2 separate regions of the Mus musculus genome follow, and region 2 is linked to region 1. The links are chromatin contacts, called in public HiChIP or PLAC-seq maps. All regions are on one chromosome and are shown on one strand. The core of a region is the stretch at or near the end of the contact, and the rest is flanking DNA. Distances in the headings are between cores, read along the strand shown. Region 1 overlaps 1700020G17Rik (RIKEN cDNA 1700020G17 gene). Region 2 holds the start of Csrp2 (cysteine and glycine-rich protein 2).

Region 1 (2,700 bases), core at 144-2,643:
CTGGCACTTCAAGTCTCTGTGAGGCTAGGTGCTTCCTCTCCCACTAAGGCCAGACAAAGCAGCCCAGCTAGAAGAACATATCCCATGTACAGGCAACAACTTTTGGGATAGCCCCTGCTCCCCGCATGAAGATCAAACTGCACACCAACTACATGAGTAGGTTCAGCCTGTATGTTCTTTGGTTGGTGGTTTAGATTCTGAGAGTCCCAAGGGCCCAGGTTAGTTGACTCTGTTGGTCTCCCTATGGAGTTCCTATCCCCTTTGGGGGTTCATAATCTTTCTTCCTATTTTTCCATAATTGTCCTCAAGTTCCATCCACTGTTTAGCTGTGGGTGTCTCCATCTCTCTGAGTCAGCTGCTGGGTGGAGCCTCTCAGAGGACAACATGCTCCTGTCTGCAAGTATAACCAGAGTATTATTAATAGTGTTAGGGATTACTGCTTGACCATGGGATGGATCTCAAACTGGGCCAGTTATTGGTTGGCCATTCCCTCAGTCTCTGCTCCATCCCCCATACCTGCAGTTACTTATGGACAGGATAAATTTTGGGTTGAAAGATTTGTTTGATGACTCTATAGCTCTACTGCGGTTCCTGTCTAGCTAAAGGGGGTGGCCTCTTCAGGTTCCAAATCCCCATTGTAGTGAGTCACAGCTATGATCACCCCCATTGATTCTTTTGTTGTTGTTGTTATTGTTTTTGTTTTGTTTTCAAGACAGGGTTTCTCTGTGTAGCCTTGGCTTTCCTGGAACTAACTCTGTAGACCAAGCTGGCCTCAAACTCAGAAATCCACCTGTCTCTGTCTCCCAAGTGCTGGGATTAAAGGCATGCGCCACCAATGCCGGCTTTTTCTTTCTTTCTTTTTTTTTTTTTTTTTGTTTTTTGTTTTTTGTTTGTTTGGTCCCCCTTATCCCAAGTCTCTGTCATCCTGAAGATGCCTCCCACCTCCTCACCCCTGTCAGTTGCAGATTTTCATGGCTATCTAGCCATCTCTCCTGTCCTTCCCATAACCTGATCCTAAATCTCCCATCTCTCTTCCCTCCCTATTTCCTCTGTCCATCTGCCTCCTATGACTATTTTATTCCTTCTTCTAAGTGAGATCCTGTTGGGGCCAACCTGCGGCTCTCATGTCTGGGTTCGAGCCTGGGAGGCATCTTGGAACTGAAAGAAAAGAGGGAATCTAGGCGGGTAGAGAGAAATGGAGCCAAGACAGTATTCTGATCAAGACTCAAATTTTTAATGGTGGACACACTTTATAAAGGAGAAGGGAAAGCCCATTCCCTCCAAATCATCCTTGGAGCCCAGCTGCAGATGACCACGTGTAGACTCAGATGTAGACTCTGGAACAGGTAGGCCGACTCCCAGCAGGCGGCAGCAGCAGCAGCAGCAGCAGCAGCAGCAGCAGCTGCGGCAGTGGCTGAACAATAAAATGATCCAGGGAGGCAGGCTCCACCCTAAGTAGTCTCCTTAGTAGCAACAAAATCAAGGTCTGGCTCAGCCTGCTTCAGGCTTGTGGGAGGCTACATCTCCTCCCTGTTATTAATATTAAAAAAAAAAAAGCTGGACTGAGGCATAAAATTTATTTATGCTTTATAGTTCTGCTTGAATTCTTTGGGCCTAGTGAAGAAACCTGTCTCAGTGGGATTCTATAACTTTTCTCATGGTAAAACCTTCTTTGGTTAAGACTGTCCTTACTGTCCTAGTAAACATTCTGCAGACCAGCCCTGAGCTCCTGGCTCAGTCTTTTGTAATGTTTAATTAGTTACTGAATAGGTAACTTCCTTACTGAATTCCTACTGAATTCCAAGTTGTCTGCTTCAAGGTCTTTCTAGGACATTGGAACACTGGCAAAGGCTAAACTATATCAGAATTCAATCTTAAAAGGCACTTATAATAAGATAATACTAAAGGAGTAATAAGATAATACTAAAGGAGAGCACGTGGATCCATACACCAGACTAACGCAGGGATAGGGTAAGAATGTATGGGTTATGAGATCACCAAAGTTCCAGGAGGTGAGTTTCTGTGAAACTCTTTGCCTCGTAGCCTGCCAAGCAAACTTCACTGGAGTGTGCATAGCATTCTCCCATTTTTATATTTTTGCCGAAGTTCCAGAATGTCCCACCTCATCGTAGCTATAGATCTTAGGAGTGCTCTAAAGATAAGTGGAAACACAATGATTTACTAATAAATTAGTGTCAATAATAATACTGAACCCAATCCAGGGGATTCAATGTACTAGGTTATCTTTAAATCTCTGGCCAATTCATCAATGTTCCAAGTGTCCAAGTGACTATTGCTAATATCTGAAATTTCTACCTTTCTAGCCTTAATATATGTTATGTCCTGCCCTATTGTTAAGACTACTACTTCTAAGACATTAACCTTTGCCTCCAATTCTTTATCTGGCTCTGTGGTGTACTATCAATAAACCACGGCCTCTTGGCATGTACCTCTGTCTAGATTGATATGATTTTGAGATTTGGGTGCCTGTCTAGACTGTCTGGCCCTCATAGCAAACCTTAATCCCAAATCAGACTAAAAGCCACAATATGTAATAGAATTCTTCTTGAATGAAGTTTAGAAACTGTCACCTGGAGGCAGGGATGCACGCCTGTTGCAGTCAGGCTGAAGGGCATTGACTGACATGCTTGAAAAACAAAGTCCAGACAGTGAAAGGCACAGTACAAAAGCTTCTTTTGG
Region 2 (2,700 bases), core at 148-2,647, 64 kb before region 1:
AAAAAAAAAAACACCACGTTGGCTGAAATCTGTTAATAAATATCTACTGCTCCCCACAACGGGGCCTTGTCTGTTCCCGCCTTCTTTATTCAGTTAACAAGCACCGAGGTGTGCTCCAACATATTCAAGATAACTAAGCAAACAGTGTTCCAGAGACTCATGGGATGTATACGTCTATGGCAACCTGGCTATAAAAAGTGGGGTCAAACAGCCTTGAGGAGTAATGAAGGAATTATCAGTAACAATTACAAGGCAATGGCAGAGAATAGGGTCCCAAATGTCACTTGTATGCAGTGTTGAGATTGTATGAGTCTCTCTTTTGAAATCTACCGTTTAAATCTTTCTTGAAGAATCTGGGTACAAGAATCACTTCCTTTTTGGATTCTTTGGTTTTATGTAAGTAGAGATTAAGCACGCATTGAAAAAGTCAATAATTTAACTATTTTCGCTGCCCAAGTTAAAAAATTACTACACCCAGCCCCCCCCCCGCCCCGAACTGAAAAGCATTTAATAAAGTAAAAATGTATGCGACTCAAACAAAACAGGTCAAACCAAATATTTACTCAAAAAGTAATCAGGTAAACAAATAAAGTTCAAAGTCCTGGCTTCCAAGGGGGCAGAAGTTTCAAGAGCTCTCCCCTCACCTCACCCCTTACCTCACGGATGCCTATAACTATTATCTAGCTCTGAACCCATACTGTGACTTTTAGGACCTGTTGCAGAATTTCAGAACCAAGCAATGCTGTATCCTTGTTTGTACTTTAAAGGTAGAAAGCACCAGGAAAAGCTAGGAATGTTCAACTAGAATTTCACTATGGTTCCTTCTGTGCCGGGTGGGCAGAGACCACCGAACAAAGGCGATGGCCAGGAGCTCCGTTTCGCCACAGGAGAACTGGAGCTCAGAGGGTATGGAGACGCCCACCACCCCAGAGTACCCACCCAATTCCCGAGAAGGTCGTCAGGGCTGGGCAGACACACCCTTGGGGCACTGGAGCCCCGAAGCCTCTAACCCCTCCTACCCGAAGGGGAGAATCAGCCCTGGGAGGGAGCCTGGGGCTACAAAAAGAGGCATTGGCGGCCACGAGAAACTCCCAGCTCGCCTCTCTCCCAGAGAACAGGATGGAAAATTAAAGGTCACAGGGGATGATTTACCTGCCCCAAGGACATGAGGTCCCAGGGCAGGGATGGTCTGGGGGCGACAGCAGGTGTGCTAGTGGACCCCGCATTGGGGCAGAAGTGAGAGGACGGGTGGAAGCATAGTCAGGAGCAGGGGTGGAGATGACAGGGACCGCGGGGCTGCAGGCTTCCTAGGACTCACCCGAGTGGGAGGAGGGAGCACGCGGCGGGCGGAGCTAACGAGGTCTGACCGAGGAAAGCCGCGGGCGGATCCGGAGACTGGCGGGAGCGCGTGTGCCCGCTTTTAAAGACTTATGTTGGGCGTGGCCTTGTTCGCCACGCCCATCATCGGTCATGCCCCTCGGGGTGTGCGATGGTCTCCGCCCGGCCCGCTGAGCTGGGCTCCCGCTGCGGGTTTCGAGCTCTGGCCCCGAGACAAAAGACCGGAATCCCGCCTCTTCCTGCGGCTTCCCGCGCGTCCGAGTCTCCCACCGTCTCCGGCTGCTCCTACCCGCCGGTCCCGGGACGTCCGGAGCACTCAGGATCGGCCCGGAGCCAGCGAGATCCGGTGTCGCCCCGTGGGATTCCCGCCACCCTTTACTGCACAAACGCCATATGTTAGCCTCCGGGGTGCAGGACTCCCCGGTGCAGGATAGTCTCTGGTCAGAATCCCGGCTTCTGGAATCCGCAGCTTTCCTGTCGCGAAAGAGCTGCATTCCTCATCTAGACTAAACAAATGACGTTATGAAAACACCTCATTCCCCAAGTGTTTTGCTTTCCCCCACCACTCTTTGCTGAGGGGGGAAGAAACCCACAACCCACGCAGAAACCCTGGCGCCAAAAGGCTTCGGGTTTCAGTTTGCAATTGTTTGCAGTTGTCCGAAAAGTCCAGGGATGTCTCGCCGGCGAAGACAGCAGAAAGGACCTAAAATCTGGGCTTGAGGTGACATATTATTGTTCTAGACAAAAAGCAAAATAATGTCATCTCTATCTGGTTTGTATTCTAGGACATTTGGTGATCCACTTCTCTGTCATCAGTAGTGGGTTGCCCTAAGAATTAGTATTTGAAGAGTGGTGACCTCCACGCCGCAATAGGCAGCGACCAAAACTACTCCCCTCTGTCACAAATCGATCACCCCTTTCATCCAGGCGCAACATCATGCTGTTAATAGCCTAGTTCTTTGGTGGGGGTTAGGATGACTTTAACTGATAGATGCCAGTACCCTCGCGTTGCGACAATAAAAAATTTCCCGCTTACGTTGCCAAAGGCCCTGTTAGGGGGGGTAGGAGGAGGCAGAGTTGAGGAAGGCCCCTCCGGTGACAAAGTACAGGCCTGGTTTATGCCTTTTTATGTCGTATGCTGGGCCCAATCCAAAATAAGCTCGTAATTGCAGCCAGATTCTCTGTCCACCAAGGACTGTTGAAAAACAGTGCAAGTAGTGATTGACATCTCCCCCAGATTGCGGCAGGAGTTTGAAAGCATGGGTGCCTGCTGTGAGCTTTTCTAAATACCAGCAATTCTTACATTCACGATTCCGATCTGTTTGCTTTACCTCCGCAGCTTGCTGCACTTCTTACGGGAGG

The links. HiChIP or PLAC-seq counts read pairs in DNA pulled down with a chosen protein or histone mark.
Region 2: a contact with region 1 is called in an H3K27ac HiChIP or PLAC-seq map of embryonic stem cells, with 17 read pairs. The contact joins the promoter of Csrp2 here to the enhancer-like site in region 1. A contact is called at or near these places in 3 of 39 promoter capture datasets (the 3T3-L1 cell line, the C10 cell line and embryonic stem cells), 17 of 484 Hi-C or Micro-C datasets (embryonic heart, embryonic stem cells and uterus), 14 of 115 datasets of contacts at active chromatin or transcription factors (bone marrow-derived macrophages, embryonic stem cells, extraembryonic endoderm stem cells and 3 more) and 4 of 9 other capture datasets (adipose tissue, embryonic stem cells, liver and 1 more).

The regions. Positions count from the first base shown.
Region 1 is chr10:110,854,879-110,857,578 of GRCm38.p6, reverse strand. All of the region lies in intron 2 of 1700020G17Rik (RIKEN cDNA 1700020G17 gene), which reads left to right. Among named protein-coding and RNA genes, the nearest start is that of Gm22186, 36 kb to the left of the region's middle. Within about 2 kb of position 1,393, at least 13 of the 459 cell types and tissues checked have an H3K27ac peak or open chromatin away from gene starts, as enhancers often do. A contact at or near this core is called in embryonic stem cells, where this site is marked.
Region 2 is chr10:110,918,873-110,921,572 of GRCm38.p6, reverse strand. It overlaps Csrp2 (cysteine and glycine-rich protein 2), which reads right to left and starts at 1,397. Exons shown (of 6, transcript NM_007792.4): 1 at 1,319-1,397.